2 separate regions of the Sus scrofa genome follow, and region 2 is linked to region 1. A link is a contact called in public Hi-C data. All regions are on one chromosome and are shown on one strand. The core of a region is the stretch at or near the end of the contact, and the rest is flanking DNA. Distances in the headings are between cores, read along the strand shown.

Evidence for each region. Hi-C and Micro-C count contacts between places; a contact is called where the count stands out from the background.
Region 2: a contact with region 1 is called in a Hi-C map of retroperitoneal adipose tissue, with 1.8 times the contacts expected there. The contact joins two enhancer-like sites. A contact is called at or near these places in 1 of 5 promoter capture datasets (fetal skeletal muscle), 7 of 47 Hi-C or Micro-C datasets (embryonic fibroblasts, fetal heart ventricle, fetal liver and 4 more) and 1 of 2 datasets of contacts at active chromatin or transcription factors (skeletal muscle).

The regions. Positions count from the first base shown.
Region 1 is chr9:45,202,223-45,205,155 of Sscrofa11.1, reverse strand. The region is part of intron 1 of FXYD6 (FXYD domain-containing ion transport regulator 6); the gene reads left to right. Among named protein-coding and RNA genes, the nearest start is that of FXYD6, 15 kb to the left of the region's middle. Within about 2 kb of position 1,640, at least 8 of the 83 cell types and tissues checked have an H3K27ac peak or open chromatin away from gene starts, as enhancers often do. A contact at or near this core is called in retroperitoneal adipose tissue, where this site is marked.
Region 2 is chr9:45,245,209-45,247,908 of Sscrofa11.1, reverse strand. It overlaps TMPRSS13 (transmembrane protease serine 13), which reads left to right. Exons shown (of 13, transcript XM_021062906.1): 8 at 671-833; 9 at 1,896-2,068. Among named protein-coding and RNA genes, the nearest start is that of TMPRSS13, 23 kb to the left of the region's middle. Within about 2 kb of position 1,273, at least 12 of the 83 cell types and tissues checked have an H3K27ac peak or open chromatin away from gene starts, as enhancers often do. A contact at or near this core is called in retroperitoneal adipose tissue, where this site is marked.

The DNA.
Region 1 (2,933 bases), core at 391-2,890:
TGTCTCTGAGGCAGCTCAGGTCACTGCTGAGACGCTGGTTGGATCCCCGGCCCAGCGCAGTGGGTTAAGTTTCTGGTGCAGCCGCAGCTGTGACGTAGGTTGCAGCCGTGGCTTAGATTCGATCCCTGGCCAGGAACTTCTGTATGCCGTGGGTGCAGCCGAAAAAAAGAAAAAGAAAGAAAAAGTAGTTGCTGTTCACCAGGCAGAGTGCTCAGCTCTGAAGTGATATCTCTTTACTGCAAATGACCCAGGCGGAACTGCCTGTGGTTGGGCCCAGGCAGGGATGTCTGGTTCCTAGAGGCAGCCTGGGAGATGGGCAGGGGGGGCCCCGCTGGGCTGGGACCAGCCAGGACCCTCTTCCCGGCTCTTCTCCCTGCTTCTCCCTCCCCCGCCAGCTCTTCACCTGTGAGCTGCTACCTGACTTCTCGCCAGATCCACCCACCTCCTCATTTCACATCATGGCTGCTTTGACCTTTCTTCCCTTGCATCCAGACGATGTGACAACTCCGGAGGGAGGGGGCTCTGGGGAGACACTGACATCTCAAACCCAGTCCTTTTAGCAACAGGGAAGGGGCTGTGATTGGCCGCCCCCAGGAGACCTACAGGATTGGAGGGGAGAAGCCGTCTTCCTTCTGAAAGGAGGTGCCGAAGAGGTAGAGGTGGGCAAATGATGACTTCCGTGCACAGAGGCTATTTTGTCTGGTCCTCATGGCTCCTGAGGTACCTGTTACTCCCACTTACAGATTCAGAAGCAAAGCCTCTGAGAGGTGGAGTGATTTGTTCAAGACCCCAAAGCCCTCGAGTGGCAGAGAGGCAGGATGGTGGAGTGGTTTAGAGCACGGTCTCTGGAGCTGGATCGCTTGGGTTTAAATCCAGGATCTGCTACTTTCTGGCTCTGGGATGTGAATCAAGTTGCTTAACCTTTCTGGTCTCAGTTTCTGCATCTGTAAAATGGGAACGATCATAATCAGAGCCACTTCCTAGAACTGCTGTAAGGACTGAACATAGTTAGTATAGGTAAACCACTTAGAATTTGCCATGCCGTGAAAACCTAATAAATGTTAGTATTGTTATCACAGCGCTTTACAGTTTACAAAGAACTTTCCCATGTATTCTCTCACTCAACTTTTATACTAGACTTGGTAAAGTGGTTGGGGGAGTTGGCTGACCCCCCCGCCCTTGCCACTCCCCTCTGCCGTGCTCTCATCTCTGGCCTAATCAGCTGCACAAGTTCCATAATCTGATAATACAAAATCAGCCTCTGGAGTGAACAGCTCTCTGTCCAACAAGGGAATAGAAATTCTCTTGGGGTGAGTTGGCAGGCACTGTGCATTCCACTGTCTCTTTATCTTGTGAGTGTGTAGGAAGCTGGCAATGTTAGGGGCTTAGTTGGTAAATGTTCGCCCAGAGGCAGGAGCCCCCCATTTGCAGAGGTCATTTGACTCTTGGCTGGCTGAGCCTTGCAGCCTAAGCCCCCAGACTGGGACAGGAGCAAGGAACGGGATGGCAGCTGCCTGGAAGGTGAGCCTTCTGGGAGCAATGCCGGTGCCATGTCATAGCCCTTTGCTCCTGAGTGGGTGTGAGCCCTCCCCTGGGATGGGGGGCCCAGGCCTGGAGTCCAGGGCTCCCAGCAGGAAGCCTGCCCCTCCTCCCCCAGCAGGGAGGCAGGCTCAGCTGGGCAGAAGCATGGAACCCAGCTCTCACCTGCCAGGGCCCTGCTCTTTTTCTGCCTGGATCGCTTTCCCTTTAAAATGGGTTCGATGGTAACACATACTTCATAGGCTCTTTTTAAAGATTAAATGAGAATGGATATGTAAAGTAGTAAGAATAGCACCTGATCTGTGTGCTGTTTGTCTGTGATTGCTATTATCATCTCATAGGCAATCCAGGCCCCAACCTGCTCTTCAGATCTGGGCTTCCCATCCCAGAATTTTCATTTCTTCTTCTTCCTTTCTCTCGAGTCCATAGAGCGATTCCAGTGCTCCGGCAGAGCTCTGTCCCCGTCCCCAGACTCCCCGTCACCAATACTTTGCTTATTCCTACTGCCGCCAGGCTCCTGGGAGTCTCACCTAGAAGACTCACCTGTCTTGGCTCCACTTCCCTTTCACACTCTGCTCAAGGTCACTGCCTCCTGAAGTGCGCACTGTGAGTGGGGCTGGGCTTGTGTACCTGCAGGAGCTCCAGCCCTGCATGTCCTCGAGGGTCACGTCCTCTAGCCATTGGCTCCAGGGTCCTGCCTCACATGGATGAGCCTGGGGTCACGGGCACACTGGCCTGGGCAATGGCATTGCACTGAGGCTTTTACAGTCAAGGAGGCTGCGGCTGCATCTTGAGGAAAAGCTTTCTAGAGCTCCATCACTCGCCTTGCAGTATGCCCTGAGGGCAGAGGGGGGCCAGCACCGCCTCCGCTACCTCTGACCAACCATGGGGGGGGTCTTCTGATGGAGAACCCCCTGTCCTCACCCTGGCCGCCCTCACTCCTCTAGTTGCTGTGTCCTCTTTCCTGGCCCTCCAAGTGGCCCAGGGACTCTCAGGCATGGTGCAGCCTTCTCTGCAGCCCTCAGGGTCACCCGCTCCTCCCACCCTGGCCTGCCCAGCCCCTGATCCTGGCACACCAGAGCAGCAGACAGAAGACAGAGGCCTGGGTTCTGGGCCCGGCTCTGCCCTTGACTAGCTGGATGAATTGGCTACATTACTTCTCTGTTAAGGCCTCAGTCTCCTCAAATAAAAAGTAAGAGCTTTCATCTCAGTCATTCAAACTTCCTGGCATTCTGTGATTCGAACTCCATCTGGTAAACCTCACGTCTTGGTTATATCCTATTTATACACGGCAGAATCTTCTTTGAACAAGCTGCTTGTTGCAAAGATTTGGATACATCATAGGCTAAATCATGTCCCCTGGCATATGATAGCAGTCCCTGGTAACCAGTTAG
Region 2 (2,700 bases), core at 24-2,523, 43 kb before region 1:
CTCCCCTGAGTACAGGGTGGGCACAGGGCTGCTCAGACTACTGCTGGCTTGTCGCTCTCTTCCTTCAAAGGAAAAAGAACACAGGTGTGAGCAAACTCCACAATTTTGGGGGACTGGCTCACTCCAGAACATGTTAGGAAATGCTCCCCTGGGGCACAGGGTCCCCAATGCCACTAAATGACCCATCGGGGAACCACGTGGGCACCAACGACCTGTGCATCATGGGACGGGCCTTCTTTGTTTTGAAAAGATCCCATCACAGTGCTTATCGGTTCAGGGTCAAGTTAGACCTGGTCTCCTTTCCTGAGCTCCTGACAACAGCTCTGGGAGTCACCATCGTGGCCCCAATGCCCGGCACAGTGCCCAAAGCCTGGGGCACTTTGTTAGCCTTTGTCCAGTTAACAGAAGATTGAATGAGTGGGAGGAGAGGGAACTTTCTTAGGAACAAACGTCCCACTGGATGATCCCAGAAAGCTAACCCACCACGTGGGAGCGCTGTGATTCACAGGAATCAGCTGTACCGCATCAGCTTAAGTGAGCAAAGCGGCCTCCTCCACGGGTGGGAGGTGCCCTCAGTGTGGGGCTGCCTGAGCCTCTGTGGGCCCGGCGGGCGTGGTAGCGGGTCTGAGAAAAGCAGAGTTCACAGTTTCTCTCTTCTCCTTCTCCCCAGACTGTGGACTGAGAGCCATGACCGGGCGGATCGTGGGAGGGGCCCTGGCCCCAGAGAGCAAGTGGCCTTGGCAAGTTAGCCTGCAGTTCGGCACCACCCACATTTGTGGGGGCACCCTGATCGACGCCCAGTGGGTCCTCACTGCTGCCCACTGCTTTTTTGTGTAAGTGTGGAGGGGTAGTGATGGGCTGTCACTCAGGGTCGGGGACACCAGGAAGGGCTGAGGGCAGAGTGACCTCTCTCTGCAGGAGAGGGCTTTGGTTGTAGGCCTGGCCCCTGGGGCTGGGTGGCACAGGTGTGGTGAGGCCCATGATTTGCTCTTGGTATTTGGTCCTGGGAGTGCGAGTTGGGGTTACTTGTTCTGAGCCAGCGCAGAGTGCGAAAATACCACTGGGGGCCCCAAGGAGAGAGAGGCAGGTGGAAGGGAGGAACTGGGAAGCTGCCCTAAAGACCAGGGTGAGATAAAGAGGCTTTGGGCTTGTTGCTGCATCTGGAAACTGGAAGTTACAGATGAGGAGCCAGAGAAATCAGGAGCGCTGTCCCAGGAGGAAGCGAAAGCGGGGGACTGTGGGGAGGGCAGGGCAGTCGGCTTCTGACAGTCACCAGCCGGGCCTGTCCCTTTAAGCTGGTGGACAGGAAAGGGCTTGGAGTGAGGCCTCAGGGGCACTGGCTTCCCAGGTAGTGAGTCTTCAGCGGGTCACTCTGTCCTGTCAAAAGCTCCATTTCTGCTGAGATAATGCGACCGAGACGTGTCCTACTCACCTTATTTGATCCTCGTGGTGTCCAGAGGAGACAGTGGGGCCAGTGGTCCCAGGGGTCTTACCTATCCCCTCCCGTTTTCTATTGTAAGGTACAGAAGGGCCAGGTCAGGAATTCCTTGGTGGCTCAGGGAGTTAAGGATCCAGTGCTGTCGCTGCGATGGCGCAGGTTTGATTCCTGGCCCCGGAACTTCTGCATGTTGTGGGCATGGCCAGAACCAAACCAAACCAAACCAAAAACACAAACAAACAAACAAAAACAAAAACAAACAAACCCAGAAAACAATAAAAACAGAAGGGCAAGTTCAGAGTGATTTTTTGGAAGTAGGGCATTGTCCTAGACCCCTGGGCTTAGATAGAGAGCTCCCTCCAGAGGTGGTGCTCTGGCTGCAGCTCCCCATGCAGCAGATGCTGCCAGAGGGCTCTGCCAGGTGGTAAGTGGCCCATGCTCTCTGTGGCTCTGGCAGGACCCAGGAGAAGGTCCTGGAGGGCTGGAAGGTGTATGTGGGCACCAACAACCTGCACCAGCTGCCCAAGGCAGCCTCCATTGCCCAGATCATCATCAACGGCAACTACACGGATGAACAGGATGACTATGACATAGCCCTCATGCGGCTCTCCAAGCCCCTGACCCTGTCTGGTGAGTGAATCCACGCCCATCACACCCCGCCCTGCTCGTCCCACAGCTCTGCACTTGGCAGCATCCACTGACCCCTCTTGGGGTCCAGAGCATCAGCGTGGTGCACGTCAGAGACTCTTGGAGATCATGTAGTTCCCGGCCTCTCTCTATTTTACAGTTGGGGGAACTGAGGCCCAGAGGTTGGAAATAAATTTGCCCCAAGGACACATCTCACATTGCAAACTGGTGACAAAGCCAGGGTTTGGATACTGGTCTTCATCAAGATAAACAGATCGAATTGTTTCCACCGGTCTATTGAGCACTTAATGAGGGCCAGACACCGCGGTAGCATTTTACACCTACGATTTCATTTACTCTTCACAAACCGATCCTGTGGAACAGGTACTATTATTAGCTTCATTTGAGGGGATGGAGAGAGAGAGTTCCCTGAGGCCACAGAGTCATAAGTGGCAGCGCCAGGACTGGGTCCACCTTGGTCTGGCTTCCAAACAATGATCTTCCCAGGCTGCTCTCTGCTGGCAAATTGCCAATGCCACAGTTGCGCACACAAGCACCTGCATTCAAACACCGAACTGCCACAAAGGTTGTCACTGAGGACCAAACGGGGCTACAGGAAGGAAACGCCACCGAGG